2 separate regions of the Gossypium hirsutum genome follow, and region 2 is linked to region 1. Evidence: chromatin contacts called from public Hi-C data. All regions are on one chromosome and are shown on one strand. Each heading gives the region's core, a stretch centred on a gene start, on an enhancer-like site or on the middle of the called end of the contact. The rest is flanking DNA. Distances are from core to core; before and after follow the strand shown. Region 1 holds the start of LOC107939655 (ISWI chromatin-remodeling complex ATPase CHR11). Region 2 holds the start of LOC107938297 (transcription termination factor MTERF6, chloroplastic/mitochondrial).

Region 1 (2,816 bases), core at 105-2,604:
ACAGTCGTATAAGCCAGTTTAAACCAGCAAGTTGGTAGTCCCTCATCTTTCCCTGAATACCTGGAGAAAGAAAAAAGTAAACCGAAAATATACAACAGAAATTGAACCATTTGAACTGAGTTCCCCAACTGATGGATAAGAGAGTGAACTTACAAGAAGGCTGAGTCACCAATCGCGTGTTCCCAGACAAACCGTCTTCTTCCTCCTTGAGGTACTCTTCATCTTCTTCCTCTTCAGTTATTTTTGATGCATGTCGACCCCTAATTTAACAAGTGGAAGAAGCCATTACGAGAGGAAGTCTAAATCAAAACCATTAGAGCATAAAACAGTTCCAATACTCCAAACAAGTCATTAAAAACCAATAGAAAGAATCCATCACTTCCAACCAGTAATATCATGGAAACAACAAAAACATGAGAATCACGTATTTCAACATCTTTAGCATAAAAGAAAACATGCATACCTTCCTTTCACCTTCTTTTGTGATGAATTTGGGTCACCTTTAGCAAAATGAGAAAACAACTCTGTCTGCTGCAAAAGATACTTCAACCGACCCCTTCCCTTATTATTCTGTCATTCAACTAAACATTAGCAAACCATAAATTAACTTAAAATGAACAGAATACAAACTTTTCCCCAGAATACGGACCATATCAGCGTCAATGTTAGCATTTTGAGTATCCAGTATTTCCTGAATCTTCTGCTTCTTTAGTTTCTGCATTTCTTTCAGTCTCTCCTTCTCTCGCTTACTAGTTTCTGGATCAGCCCCATTAGACTCATCCTAAACAAAAATAATAATCTTAAAATCCTAGAAATAAACAATAAAGTGCAGATTAACCTTTCCAGCAACTTACTAAAACCCTAGAAGCAAAATATATACTAAAACATGAAAACTAAAAGCTTAGAAATACAATTTTACAGTCATTAGCAAACCCTAGAAACAAATAGCAAGAAAACAGCTAAGTCCGACAGCCAAAATAGTAAAAAATCGAAAGCAAAGTAAAAGGAGAAAGCTAAGTGTGTCACAATCGTAAAATTACATAATCAGCATCATCGGCGTTTTCTTCAGGGACGGCGTCATCATCTTCGTCGGAGGCGTCGGCGGAGCGAGCAACAGCTTCAATCTCCTCCTCATCGTCTTCTTCGCCGTTGACCTGGGCGCTCATTCGCTCCTCTTCTGATGAACTCGAACCATTGTACAGTTCTTCATCGGACGACGCCGGCTTCGACGATTTTGCCATCTCTTCTTCAAGTTTATTAGAACGTTGTTGTTGTTGTTTTTCCCTCTTCAATGATAAACGAAAAGAAAAATAAAAAAGAGATGAATAAATAAATAAAATCGAGAGACCGACTTTGGGTACATGGAAAGGATACAAATATAAATTAGTAGGGTTAAAGCGCAGCCGTTCCATTTGGGAAACTTGAGGGTATAATTCTAGTTATAGTCCCTTTAAAATTTTAGATTTAATTTTTTACATAATTTGATCTCTATTTTTTTAATATGATCATTAGGTTCAAATTAATAACATTCTTAGTCATTTCCATTAAAGATATAATTTCGATTTTTTTCAAGACAACTTTAAGCATTCCCATGGCATGTAGATTAATTTGGGTTAAATATGATTTTATATGATTTTGACTGTATGATCAAATAATGATAATAATAATAAAATTCATATAATCCTTTAACAGTATCACGTAAAATTATTATCAATTTGGGTATGCATATGATTTTATAAAAAAAAACAGAGACTAAATTATGCCAAAGTAAAATAGATTAATTAAATTCTGAATTTTAACATAGTATAGGGATTAAAACTAACAATAGACCGTGGTTAATGTGTCAACTGTTAAGTGAGGAATTTCCCGCCACAAAAGGAAATGGAAATTTCCCGCCGGCAGCTCGGGGTTCGCGGTGCGTGGCGTTTGGGCTCGGACCGGGGCTACAAGAAATTATTACAATATTTATGAATGAAAAAGTAGAAAAGTTTTTAATTTGTCTTTAGTCATACTTTTAAAATTTTATAAAATATAAATTAGATGTTGAAATAAATTAAATTTACCCTTAACATTGAGAAAATATTATCATTTTAGATACTTCTTAACATTTTTTTCATTAATTCTATTAGTTCAAATTAAGTTCGAGAACTAATATTGATAAAAAAAATTCAATAACTAAATTAAAAAGAATTCAAATTTAAAGAATAAATATTGCTTTTTTACAATTCAACATAATCATAGGATGATAGTGAAAATAAAAAAAACACACAAATCACATTGAAATTAAAAAAAAAATGAAAAATAGTAGAATATAGAGTTTGCATGAAAGATGGAATCATAGGATGATTCACAATCACAAATATCCTAAACAACACTTAAACCCTCAAATACTGCAACAAGCAAGTTACTAGTTACTGGATTACAACGTTACAACAAGGACAGTAATAGCAAAAGCTAGCAGTAATATAGAGAGTTTTATTCCTATAATTCAAACTACTCCAGTGTACCAACAAACGGACCATGCTTGTTGTGTATTATACAATAACCTGCCATTGAATAATTAAAACAATGATTAGTGAGTTTTTGAACTTCCTGTCCTTAAAGAAGATGAAAAACTTGTTTCAACTTAATATATCTTAATCTCCCCGTAGAGAAGAGATCCTGTTTACACAATTGGGTGACTTAGGTTCAGGGTTTCAGCTTTCCACAAGAATAGGGATGCCATAATAAGTGGTGAGTGGTACTAATTAAGTCACTAACAAAATTAACCAAAATAAAAAGCAAAGAATCAAAATTACCGAGAGATGGATATATCT
Region 2 (2,816 bases), core at 112-2,611, 160 kb before region 1:
AAAATTCAAAATTTATATTTTAAAATTTTTTAAAGAAAGTTAATTTATTTTCTTGTTTTGTTTTGAAAAAGTTTTCAAATCTATATTTTTCTAATTTATATGCTCTAACATAGAATTAATTACATTGTAATAATATTTTAATTTGATATATTTTATTTTTTTAATTTAACTTAAATAATTTTAATCGATTTGACTTTACTCTATTTGAACTTTGAAGATGATAAAATAAACTTAAAAATTCGATTAATTCGAAATCTTTTTACCCAATTTAACTTGTTTTAATTCAACACTCACCCCTAACCAACTTAAATATACTCACCCTTGATCACCTTAATATTTAAGGGCCTAAATAAATTCAATGAGATTAATTCATATTCAAAGGATTTAATTGGGCACACTATTCAACAAGAGAATTTTATTTTTAAATTATTTTTAGAGGATTTATTTGACATTTTAGCCTAAAATTTATTAACATATTTTTATTTTGTCATCTTGATATAGAAGTGGTCTATATGATAGATAAATACTTGCATGCTTATAATTTAATTTATTTGTATTATCAAAATTAACATTTAATGTTTTCAATCACGTCATTGATTTATAGATAAATTTATGTGGATTTCAAGTTGATTGGAATGAGGTTTAGGGTTCAATGCCTATGGTTGGAAACCTTTTCTCTCTTTTTCCTATTGTAATTGTATCTAGGGATGACAAAATTTAAATAGTCCCATAGATTCTGAATCGATCCGCTCCATATGAAGTGGATTTTTTTTGAAAAGTGAATGTGGGGCGGGATAGAATTTTTTTTTCAGACAATAAATATGAAGGGATTATGATAATTATTTTGCCCTACCTCACTTCATTCTATTACATAAAATTATCATATTATATTTATATTTATCTATTAAAATGATAAAAATACAATACTATATTATTAAAAAATAATATATTTTATATTTAAATATTTTTTAAAGATTATTTTTAAATATTTACTTAATTTTAAAAATATTAAAAATAAATGGTAAAAATTAGATTAAAGCGGAGTAGTGAATTTCAAAATTATATATAATAGTGGAGCACGACATATAAGGAAGCAAAGTATATAAATATGGAGAGGCGGTGAATTTAGTAATATGGACTCCCGTTTTGCGCCATTGTCCTCTCTAATTGTATCACTTATATGATAGAAGTTTTAAGGGTTTGGGTTTTGGGGGGTTTACTGTCAACACACACAAAGACGGCCTTGGAAAGTGAAGAACGACCTCTGTTGTCTGCGTTTCAAAGTTGAGACCTTTGTTTAGTCTTCTTTTGGCCTCTTTGTCCGAGTATCTAACCTTGATTTCATTTCAATGCCCCAAAAATGTTGAATTCTTTTACCAAAAACATCAACGATTTCTTTAAGCTTTTACACATTGTTACGAACAATTCCTTCTCAAACAACCCATCACTGTTCTTCACTGTTCGACGCATCTCAAACAAAACCAAATCCCAAAACCCCCAATCTTTTACAGTCTCTTACCTCAGAACCAAACTTGGGTTCCCCCCAGAATCCGCTCTCAGAATCTCCAAATATGTCCATTTCAAAACCCCGGAAAAACCCGATTCCGTCATTGCATTCTTAGAGCAACACGGGTTTTCCGACACCCAAATCAGACAAATCATCCTCACCCGACCCGCTCTCCTCTGTTCCGATGTCGAGAAAACCTTCTTGCCCAAATTCCAGTTCTTTCAATCTAAAGGTGTCACAGGCCCTGAAATTTCTAAGCTCTTAGTTTACAATCCCAGGATTTTAAGTCGTAGCTTAGAGAAACGGATAATCCCTTGTTTCAATCAATTAAGCAAGCTTCTCCAATCTGATTCAAAGGCCATTACAGCTCTAAGGAGAAATCCGTATTTAATGGTATGTAATTTCGATACTTATGTGTTGCCTAATATCAAAACTTTGATAGATAATGGTGTGCCTGAATCGAATATCGTAACTATGTTTAATTACCATCCATGGTCTTTCGTTATGTTGCCGGATCGGTTTAAGGAGATTGTTAAGGATGTTAAGGAAATGGGGTTTAATCCATTGTTGGTTAAGTTCCTTCATGCTGTCATTTTGTTTAGAAAAGTGAGTAAACCTGCGATGGAGAGTAAGTTTGATGTTTATAAGAAATGGGGTTGGTCTGATGATGAGATTTGGGAAGCTTTTCGAAGGTATCCCGGTGTTTTGGAAGCGTCGAAGGAGAAGATCACGGCAATCATGGATTTCTTAGTGAATGAAATGGGGTTTCAATCTTTGATTCTAGCTAATCATCCGAGTGTTATCTCTCGGAGCTTGGAGAAACGGATTGTTCCAAGGGCCTTGTTTGCTCGAGAGTTGTTGTCGAAAGGTTTGATTAAGGACTTGAAATTTTCAGTCGTGTTTGGAACTTCAGAAAAGGTGTTTGTTCAAAGGTTTGTTAACCAATATAAAGACAAAGCTCCTGAGCTGTTAAAGCTGTACGAAGAAAAACTCAAATTCGCGGTAAGAGGCAAATATAAATCAAATTGAGCTAGTTGTAGAACGTAACATATTCGATTGAGCCGGTTTTCTTTTTATTATTGGATTGAATTCTTTCTTATGATCTAAAACTTGCTATAGATTTACTCTTGTTAGCAGCATTGAGAATCTTATCGTAGGTGAAACTTTGCAGACTGTTTTTTGTAGTTTAATTGTCTTACTTGTTCAAAAATGCAACTGTGACATGAGCCTCACTTTATTTGTTGGTTTAGTTCCATTGATGTTCATTTTTGATGCTCTGCAACTCTTTTAAGCTTTGCTTTTTTGGTTT

Evidence for each region. Hi-C and Micro-C count contacts between places; a contact is called where the count stands out from the background.
Region 2: a contact with region 1 is called in a Hi-C map of leaf, with 2.0 times the contacts expected there. The contact joins the promoter of LOC107938297 here to the promoter of LOC107939655 in region 1. A contact is called at or near these places in 8 of 34 Hi-C or Micro-C datasets (callus, fibers and leaf).

Annotation. Positions count from the first base shown.
Region 1 is chrA02:6,805,012-6,807,827 of Gossypium_hirsutum_v2.1, reverse strand. It overlaps LOC107939655 (ISWI chromatin-remodeling complex ATPase CHR11), which reads right to left and starts at 1,354. Exons shown (of 25, transcript XM_016873015.2): 1 at 1,041-1,354; 2 at 650-781; 3 at 464-570; 4 at 154-260; 5 at 1-60. The coding sequence starts at 1,241.
Region 2 is chrA02:6,966,377-6,969,192 of Gossypium_hirsutum_v2.1, reverse strand. It overlaps LOC107938297 (transcription termination factor MTERF6, chloroplastic/mitochondrial), which reads left to right and starts at 1,361. Exons shown (of 1, transcript XM_016871394.2): 1 at 1,361-2,536. The coding sequence starts at 1,361. The coding sequence ends at 2,536.